Regions from separate parts of the Zea mays genome. Here region 1 is linked to region 2. Evidence: chromatin contacts called from public Hi-C data. All regions are on one chromosome and are shown on one strand. Each heading gives the region's core, a stretch centred on a gene start, on an enhancer-like site or on the middle of the called end of the contact. The rest is flanking DNA. Distances are from core to core; before and after follow the strand shown.

Region 1 (4,225 bases), core at 906-3,405, 230 kb after region 2:
TCAAACACCAAAATCACTTATCCAAATGGCTTGAGGTCCATTTTGCTTACACACAGAAAGCTGCAACTTGCTTTCTAATGGCTAGTTTTTCTTTGGACTATATATACCACCCCACCCTGCTGTTTGGGGGTGTGGGAGCTCAAGCAACATACCAAGTGAAGTCAGGCACATCTCCATATCTCCAAACACCTAAGTTCTTAATAGAATCACTCGATGATTAGCGTAGGTGCTTTGTGAAATTCTTAGATTATTTAGACCGCTATTGTGCTTGCTCTAGGTTGTTCCTAGTAGATTGAGTGAGGTTATAAAAACCCATACAAACCCCTCAGCTCTTGCGCGAGTCGTTGTAATTTTATCAAGTGGGGTGAGGGTCTTGTGAAACCACACCAACCGTGATTGTAGTATGACCGCCACCATGTACTGGAGGGAACGAGGCCCATGACATTTTGATCAAAAGTTCGATAGTGAAGATGAAGGGGAGTGTCCGAGAGGAGGCCGAAAGCAGAGCACAGCTTGCACGTGGATAAGGCCTACATGTAATGCCCAAAATTGGTATAAGAGGAAGATAATAGGATAAATAAATAAATATACTTATATGCTAGTGTTTTGGGGATTTCTTGATCTTATTTTCTTTGTGCATATTCAACTAAAGGAATTAAAGTAGTCAAATGACAAATAAATAAATGCATAAATGTGCATTCCATGTTGGATTCTTGTATTTTTGTATTTGTATTCAAATTTATGAGACAAGTTTAAGTTCGAAAAATAGAATTTGAAAATGGAAAGAGAAATAAGAAAAGAGAATGAAATAAAAAATGGAAAATACATTACAATGAAAAATATATATATATATATGTATATAAACAATTATAATTCTTCATGCTAGTACTTTATTTGTGCACTTAATTTGTGAAACTCACCAGCAAATTTGAATTCAAACTACCAAATTTGGAAATTTAGAAAGAGAGACAAAATTGAAATAGAAAAGAAAAAGATAAAGAAAACATGCATTGTGGGCCTAATCCACACCTGCTTGGCCCATCAAACCGGTCCAGCTTCCCTCGCCGGCTGACATGCGGGCCCACGACCAACACCACCACGCGGCCCATCCCTCTACGCTCTCGCGCCAGCAGACACCATGGACCCAATCGCTAGCCTCCCTACCCTCGTATGCGCTGGAGAACCCTGGTCGCGGGCAAATGGGACCATGCTGTTAGGTCATCTTCCCCAACAATTCCCTCATAACAGAACCTCCGCGGCTCCTGCTGACGTACTCATATGCCGATACCGCCGTGGGTGGTTACACCCTCCCTATCCATCGCGTGCTGCCCGTTGCTGGGGAGTTCTACCTTCTCGGACAATAAAACTGAGCTCGAACCTATCCTCCTGGCCATCTCCACGGTCAGGGCATGAGGGAGTTCGTCGTCGACATGATCACGCCACACCATTGTTGAGACCCTCAACGGCAAACTAGGGCGGTCAACGGTGCTCGCCTCTGGTGAGTCGCATCTTCACCAGGCGGGTGGGAGACTGGAGTCCAAGAAGTGCTCACCGGAGCCTAGGAGCCATGGCGCAGCCGCATCATCACGTGGACAAGGGTGCACACGCCGTCATTCTTCGGTGAGAAACCCCTCTGGGCTCCCATTATCATCCACGCATAGTATATACCCGAGTATTGTAGATATCGTCGCGTCGTGGTCTAGGAATTTATCACTGGAGTTCTCCCTCCGCCGCATAATCACACCACGCCATGGTCAGCACCAACACCACTCCGATGGGCGGTATGAACCCTCTCTGCATGTTCGCCATCTTCCCCTCTAAGTTTAGCACCGATCAATTTCAAGGTTGGGCGATTAGGCGTCGGATCGTGTGGCCGGCAGCGAAGCTCCGCCGCGGGTATGCCCTGCGGTGCCACCGTGTTCAGTTGGGGTTGGTGGCGTGGTCGCATCCGTTGATCTAGGGATCGGCGGCTAGGCTCAAACAAGCTATGGGACGTTGGTCTATCAGGGAACGGCCACGATTAGATATGTGAGAACTTTGTCATTTTAAATCAGTGCTGCAGATTGACGAATGGGTGGATCGGATGGTGTCGTTGCGGGGGGAATTTCGGGCCGTGGATCTCGGATCCAAGGGCAGGTATCACATACCGGTTCTGGTTTTACGGGATCTAATGCATGTCGTTGGTTTTAGATCGGGCAGCTGGGAATCAAGGACACCCTTTCAGCCGTGAAACAAATACAAAAGAGCCCTCGGTTTTCTTTTAAATCAACCCGCAGTCTGGGTATGTGGAGAGATCAGTACGGTTAGGTCCAGATTTTTCACGGGTTAAACCCTGAAGATTTAAGGAATAGCGCCCGTAGTCCATCCAGTTCAGAAATAATAAAATAAACATGGAAATTGATTCCCAAGTATAAAAATAATTCTTGAAATCTTAGAAAACTCATAATTTACGTGTTTTAACTTTGTTTTACTCTGTTCTGGTTGCGTTAGCTTCGTAATAAAATTACCTACGCAGTGATGACATTATTTGTACCATAAAACATATCTTTATAAATAGATAGAGGTTAGCCTATTATTAGTAGATTTATCCTTCCAACCAAAGTTAAATTAATCCATGACGATAATTGACTAAAATATGATTTCTAATCAAACTATAATCTAGGTTAAAGTTTAATTAATTATTTGGAGTATATTTTCTCATATGATGTATATTAACCAATTTATAATATAGTTTAATATTTAATCACGTAGATCTTCGGAAAATCGTACCTTTATAATCGTAACTCCGAATTTGGTGGTTCTCGAACTCACGATCTCGTAGCATCGCGTAGATTATTATTATGCGGTTTGTTCTTATGTTGGGTGTGATGTTAATTTTGCCTATACCATGTTTGTTGTATTGCTATGAATAGCAGTGAGTTCACGAGTCACTTGAAGACAAGTTGGTACCTGAAATCTTGAGTCTAAGACAAGTTGTGCCCTTGATCACTTTTCTTTACCCAATAATGTTCCTATTAATCACTATGACATGCTCAGTTTAATCTGATGGGACCAAATAGGTTTCTCTAGACTTGTTTATCCCACACCTTGTTTACCACTGAACTTTTGGGTAGTTTTGCTATTGCTCTACCTGGTTTGGGGATTAATATTACATTATGATCATGTTCCAGTTATACTGTTGTTTAATTATTGTTCATGACAAGATCATTGTGTTAATTGGAACATAGAGCTTAACTTGAGAAACACGTGCTACCATAAGGGTGGAATGGGACGCCCTTGGCTGACTAATTAGGAAAGCTAGTTGAGGACTACCTTACCCGAAAGGGGCAAGGGCAGTAGGGGAGTTGTCGGTATAGGAAGGTTCTCGGGGTGATCATGTTGCGATGGCTTTTCGGACGGGGGATTCCTATATTGCGCTTTCTAGAAACTGTAGTGGGTTTTCTGAAGCTAGTGAAACTTTGTAAAGGCCTCGTAGTGGATCCATATCCATTCACCGCGGAAGTGTCTAAGGGTCTAGCTAACCTTGGCTAGACGGGATACACGACTTGTGGGTAAAGGGCGCAACCTCTACAGAGTGTAAAACTGGTATATCAGCAGTGCTCGCGGTCATGAGCAGCTCAGGACTCTCGCATGATTAATTTATGGAACTAAACTTAATCTGTCATATGCATTGCATCGCGGGTGTTATTATCAATTGTGATCTCTTACTTAATTGAGTTGGTATCTACTTATACTTAGTAACTACTAATAAAATTTTGACCAACTCTAAAGCAATGCTCAGCTTTAACCATCTCCTTTAGTAAGCCTTACACTTCACATGAGCTCCCACTTTTGGTGAGTTCATGCACATTATTCCCCACAATTTGTTGAGCGATGAACGTATGTGAGCTCAACCTTGTTGTACTCACATCCCCCTAGGTCAAAAACAGGTACCACAGGAGGAGGCGCACGAAAGATGTTGTGATGAGTTTGTGAGTGGTATAGGTCGTCGTCTCCCAGTCAACTTTATGGTTGTTGGATCGTTGTCTGCATATGATATAATTATTTAGCTATTTTGTACATCACTTCTATTATATAGTAAAGATGTGACATTCGTTTCTGTACCATGAGTCATCATATGTGTGAGATTTGGTCCCAGCACACTTGGTGATTATTTCGCGCCCGGGTTTTGGTGCCCCTAAAACCCGGGTGTGACACTGCAGCTATCTACGGAGTTACTCGATCA
Region 2 (4,611 bases), core at 1,019-3,518:
TAAAATGGAGATGTTATGAATTTCTGAAGTTTCTAAGTTATTTCATATTAAGTTTTATATTTAAAACCATTTTTAACAATTAATTTATAAGAAAAACTGAGATCTATGTTGTGGGTCATATTCTAGATAAGTTTAGGGTCTATTTTCTAAAATTCTGGACCTCACGGTAATAGTCTTTGATTAGAGATGGACTGCAGATTATTTCCCCCCGACTTTGGGGACTCTTTAGCAAAAATCCACGACCGAAGTGGTATCCTCGCGACTGGGCCATCCATCCTGAGATCAATGGCTCAGATTTAATCTACGAAGGGGTACGCTCTGATGTAATCCTAGCCCTCCATCTCACAACTGGCGACCTGGATTTAAAAACACCTAGATCCAATCCAGATCGATGGATCGCAGATCAATGGCTCAGTTTTAACCAAGCATAACAGTTCACTTCTTCTAATTTGGGCCGTTTGTTCCGTGGTCGACGGCCAGCGCGTTATCTTCTCACCCAGACATCCGAGAACGGCGGCGCTGTCGGCCTCCATGGCAGACGGATGGCCGTAGCCACGCCATTCAGCGGTGTAAGGCCATAAACCATAATCCGAAGGCAGCCACACGATGCATACACCAATGTGAATCACACGGAGAAGTTCTTACCTGGAGCTCCAGCGATGAATCCTCTCATCACTGCAGCGACACCCGATGAATTGGTGACATCTGACATCCCTAACTTTCACGAGTCCTGACGAACCTCCTCGACCACATACTGCAGCAAATTGATGGCGAGGCTGAGCACATAATCGGGGTGGCGTCAATTCTCTCTCTCTCTATATATATATACGCTTGACAATGGATGCAGTCGCTTTCTAGGGTCCTGTGGAGGCCGCAATGGCTAGAGGAGAGGTAGGCGGCCATGTTATATTCTCGAGGGGTCGACACACGGGCTGAAACTAGGAAGATTTTGTGAGCCGCGCGAATCTTGGGCAGTTGTAACAACTTTGTTCGCGACGGACTTGACGGGGAAGAAGCTACTAGCAAATGGGCCCCGGACACCACTAACTTGTTGTTTTTTCGCGCGGTGAATGGGGTGGCTGAAGTGCGGGTCCCACGAGCTAGAGACGTGAAGCGTGAGACATTGGCGGGTGGGTCGCGAAGTCAGTGATGCGAGCGAATTGTGAAACTGGCCTAACGGCCCCACCTGCTCGAGCGCACCTCACGCAGATGACTAAGCAGGAGGCCCACCAGGCAGAGGAATTTGGCCAGCGCACGATAGTGACTGATCGGTGGGGTCTCCAAGTCAGCAGACGCGCGGCTGGAGTACTGCTGGATCGCACTGGTGATGCGGTTCTGGGCCGGAATGTAGGTTTCGGCCCAGACAAGGTAGTCTCTCTCTATATATATTTTTTATTTTCATTTTTTCCTGTTTTCTTTTTCTTGTTTTATCATTTCTCCTATTTCAAATATAGTTTGAACACCCAATTAAATGCACAATCAACAAAAAAGGCTCCGCATGCAATGCATGGTTGATTTTACTTATATACCAATTATTCATTTAGTCAAATGCCTCATATGCAACCCTTAGAGAATAGAAATGGTTATCTAATAATATTAACTCCTCGTGTAGAACTTTCATTAAGAGATGTTGTTTTTTAAAAAATATAGTTTAACAAAAAGTGGATAAATTAACTCATTTGGTGTAATATTTTATTAGAAAATATATTTACTTTGGGATAAGTAACTTGAAAGGTAATAAGATACTTATTAAAAGATATTTCAATTTAAAACTTTTAAAAAACTTTTATAAATCCTAAAATATAATTTTAGGGTGTTATACGTTGTCATCGCTAGTTCAGCGAGCCATACTCGAGTGCACTTGATACTTGATCGGTAAAGAAAGCGGGAAGTTTATGATGATATACGAAACTTACAAGCCACGTGTCGTCATAGGGTTACGTCGATCCGAACTAACTGAGAAAATGAAAAAGGATATCCACCCGAACGTTGTTGCTTGGAAGCTTCAGGTTTCGGCACCAGCATGCTAGCATGTCTGCTATCCGTCTCACAATCCACACATGACACCGCATCCCCTTTTGCCTTCCCAAGGCTATATCTGATCCGGAAATCGACTGCCTTTGACGTGCACAGATCATTCACCCTAACTTCACATCCAACAATTCCTTGCAAGCTAACGAATGGACACGCTTTCAATCCTCACGCCGTTGCGCGTGGCGAGGTGTCCATGTTGTACATATACGCGCTCGTTCCACGTTGTTGATCGATGTGCATAAGGACCCAGCGATCAGGAGCTGACTGTTTTGTCCTCCAGCAATCGGCCATGTCGTCCCTGGTCAGGTCGTTCGGGTCTCTCTACTCCCAGAAGCTCCGCTCCACCACCCGTCTCGGATCCGCGACGGCGGCGCCACCGCGTTTCCAGGCGTTGGTCCGATCGGGATTCTCGGGCTCCAGCCACGGGGGAGACGTGAGACGTCCGCCGGCTCGGCCGAGCCAGCATCAGTCTCAGGACAAGGAGCGGACGCCTTTCTTCATCTTGTGATTGCTCGACTGTTCTGTCCGTTGTACAGTTATTAGTGGGTCCCGGTGCGGCTCCTAATTCCTCTGCTGCACTGCAGGGCAAGGCTGGCCGTCGGTTCTATTCTTGCTGCTGCAGCGCCAATGCTGCATTCCAGATGGGCGTCGTTCCTGCTGATTCAGAGTAGAGCAAAGAGCCCTGTACCGCGCGCCGCGAAACTCTGCACCGATGCAAAATTTAACTCTGCGCCGATGCCATCAGGTGAGGTGGATATGGTGAAAGACACGGCGGAGGTAGTGGCGGAGGCCGTCGAGGACGCGGCCACCGTCGCAGAGAAGGTGTCGTCGGAAGTGGCCGAGCAGCTGCCCGAGAACGGGAGGCTGAGGACAGCGGTCGTGCTCCTGGAGCACGCGTCCAAGGAAGTCGCCGAGGAGGCACACCTTGCACAGAACATCATCCACAAGGTACACACCAGCTTGCAGTGTCATATGTTTGCTTGCGGAGCATAGAAACAACTCCCGTTCAGAAAATTGATAGGATTACACATCCTCATCTCTGTCTCAGACCTCTAAATGACAAACAAACAAATAAATAAATAAACAATGGATCGTAAAACAGAGCAAACAGAGGGCATCTATCAACAACAGCAGAGCGGCTCAGGTGCAGCTGCAGCTCCTCAGATCCACTTCCGGATGTCTAGAACACGACGGCGGCGGCTGCCACAGCGCCGGCGATGGCGACGAAGCTGATGGCGGAGGCAGATGCGGCTGTGCTCTTCTCCGTGACGGGCGCGGCGGCCGGAGTCAGAGCGGAGGCTCCCGCCGGGGCCATCGCGTCGCCAAATCCCGCACCGGCGGGGCTCGTGGCTGGAGCGTCGGCGGAGGGGGCGGACGCCGGCGACATCGTGGGAGGCGAGGGCGGGGAGGCCATGGGGGCCCTGGTCGGCGGCGGCGGGAGAGGGGCCATCTTGGGTGGCGCAGGGGCTGGGGCGCGCTTGGGCGACGCGGCAGGGGCCTGCGCCGTGGCCGCGACGGCAAAGAGGGCGAGGAGAGCAACGAGGACGGCGGCGACGCGGGCCATCGATCTCACCAAGTGACAGTGACTTCCTTCCTGGATTGTATAGTTAAAAAAACTTGGCGATGAGAGAAGGCCGCACGCGACGCCGTATTTATAGGCGAGGCGGCAGTGGCCGCTGGGTTCGTTTTCAAATACTTTCGGGTACTTATTAGCCGTTGGCCCTGGTTGCTTGTGTCCAGTGCAACGGCGGCACACGACGGGCCACCGGAAGCAGCTCGTGAATCGTGATAGGACATGGGACCGTGACGTCGTGCGCAACGGCTAGTTGTGCGTGAGCCAGGGCGGCCGGATCCTCGACGGACGGCGAAGATGGCCCTCTTCGCAGTCGGCCGTGGCTAAGGCCAGCTAGCCGTTGCGTGTCGTGCATAAAAAAGCCGCTGTCCCTGGCCGGCTTTCAAGCGAGGAGGCCAACCTGCTAGACTGGCAACGGAAGCCAAATGATGCCTGCCACGACGCCGCCGCACCGAAGCGCGCCCCCGGTGAATGCATAGTGTTGTGTTCAAAAGCAATCGTGTCGCCAGTCACGCAATGCTCTTTGTTTGGAAGTAAGATAATTGAAGGGCTATAATAATTTCCTAAACACGTCCTTAGAGAGGACACGTTTTTGGTAGGCTGCATATAGAGATGGCAACGGGTACAAACCCGATGGGTTTTGCCGTCCCAAACCCGTACCCGTGAAAAATATCTATGCCCATTAAAAAACCCGTACCCATGACGGGTTTGAGATTTTTCCCAAACCCGTACCCATCGGGTTAGCGGGTACCCATGGGTTACCCGCGGGTTTCATCTCCAATATACTTGTTCTTCTCATAATCAATAAGTATCATAATGATTAATGATATCATGATCCAAAATATATGTAATGAACAACAAGTTCATGATTTGGTATAAATATTATTAGTATAGAGAATAAAATACAAATAATAAGTTGTATAATTAAGTGACCTTGCACTAAGTTATCCATCCACCACATATATAACACTAGTAAAAACTATAATAGCAAGCAAGCAACACTC

What was found. A called contact is a pair of places that touch in the nucleus more often than the background predicts.
Region 1: a Hi-C map of ear shows a contact between it and region 2, with 5 times the contacts expected there. The contact joins the enhancer-like site here to the promoter of LOC100278970 in region 2. A contact is called at or near these places in 6 of 25 Hi-C or Micro-C datasets (bundle sheath, ear, leaf and 2 more).

What each region holds. Positions count from the first base shown.
Region 1 is chr1:143,572,391-143,576,615 of Zm-B73-REFERENCE-NAM-5.0, forward strand. No RefSeq gene overlaps it. Among protein-coding and RNA genes, the nearest start is that of LOC100381809, 16 kb to the right of the region's middle. Within about 2 kb of position 2,156, at least 17 of the 20 cell types and tissues checked have an H3K27ac peak or open chromatin away from gene starts, as enhancers often do. A contact at or near this core is called in bundle sheath, ear, leaf and 1 more, where this site is marked.
Region 2 is chr1:143,345,510-143,350,120 of Zm-B73-REFERENCE-NAM-5.0, forward strand. It overlaps LOC100278970, which reads left to right and starts at 2,269. Exons shown (of 4, transcript NM_001152063.2): 1 at 2,269-2,538; 2 at 2,619-2,701; 3 at 2,780-2,982. The coding sequence starts at 2,324. LOC100274631 reads right to left here and starts at 3,659. Exons shown (of 1, transcript NM_001365149.1): 1 at 2,994-3,659. The coding sequence starts at 3,598. The coding sequence ends at 3,215.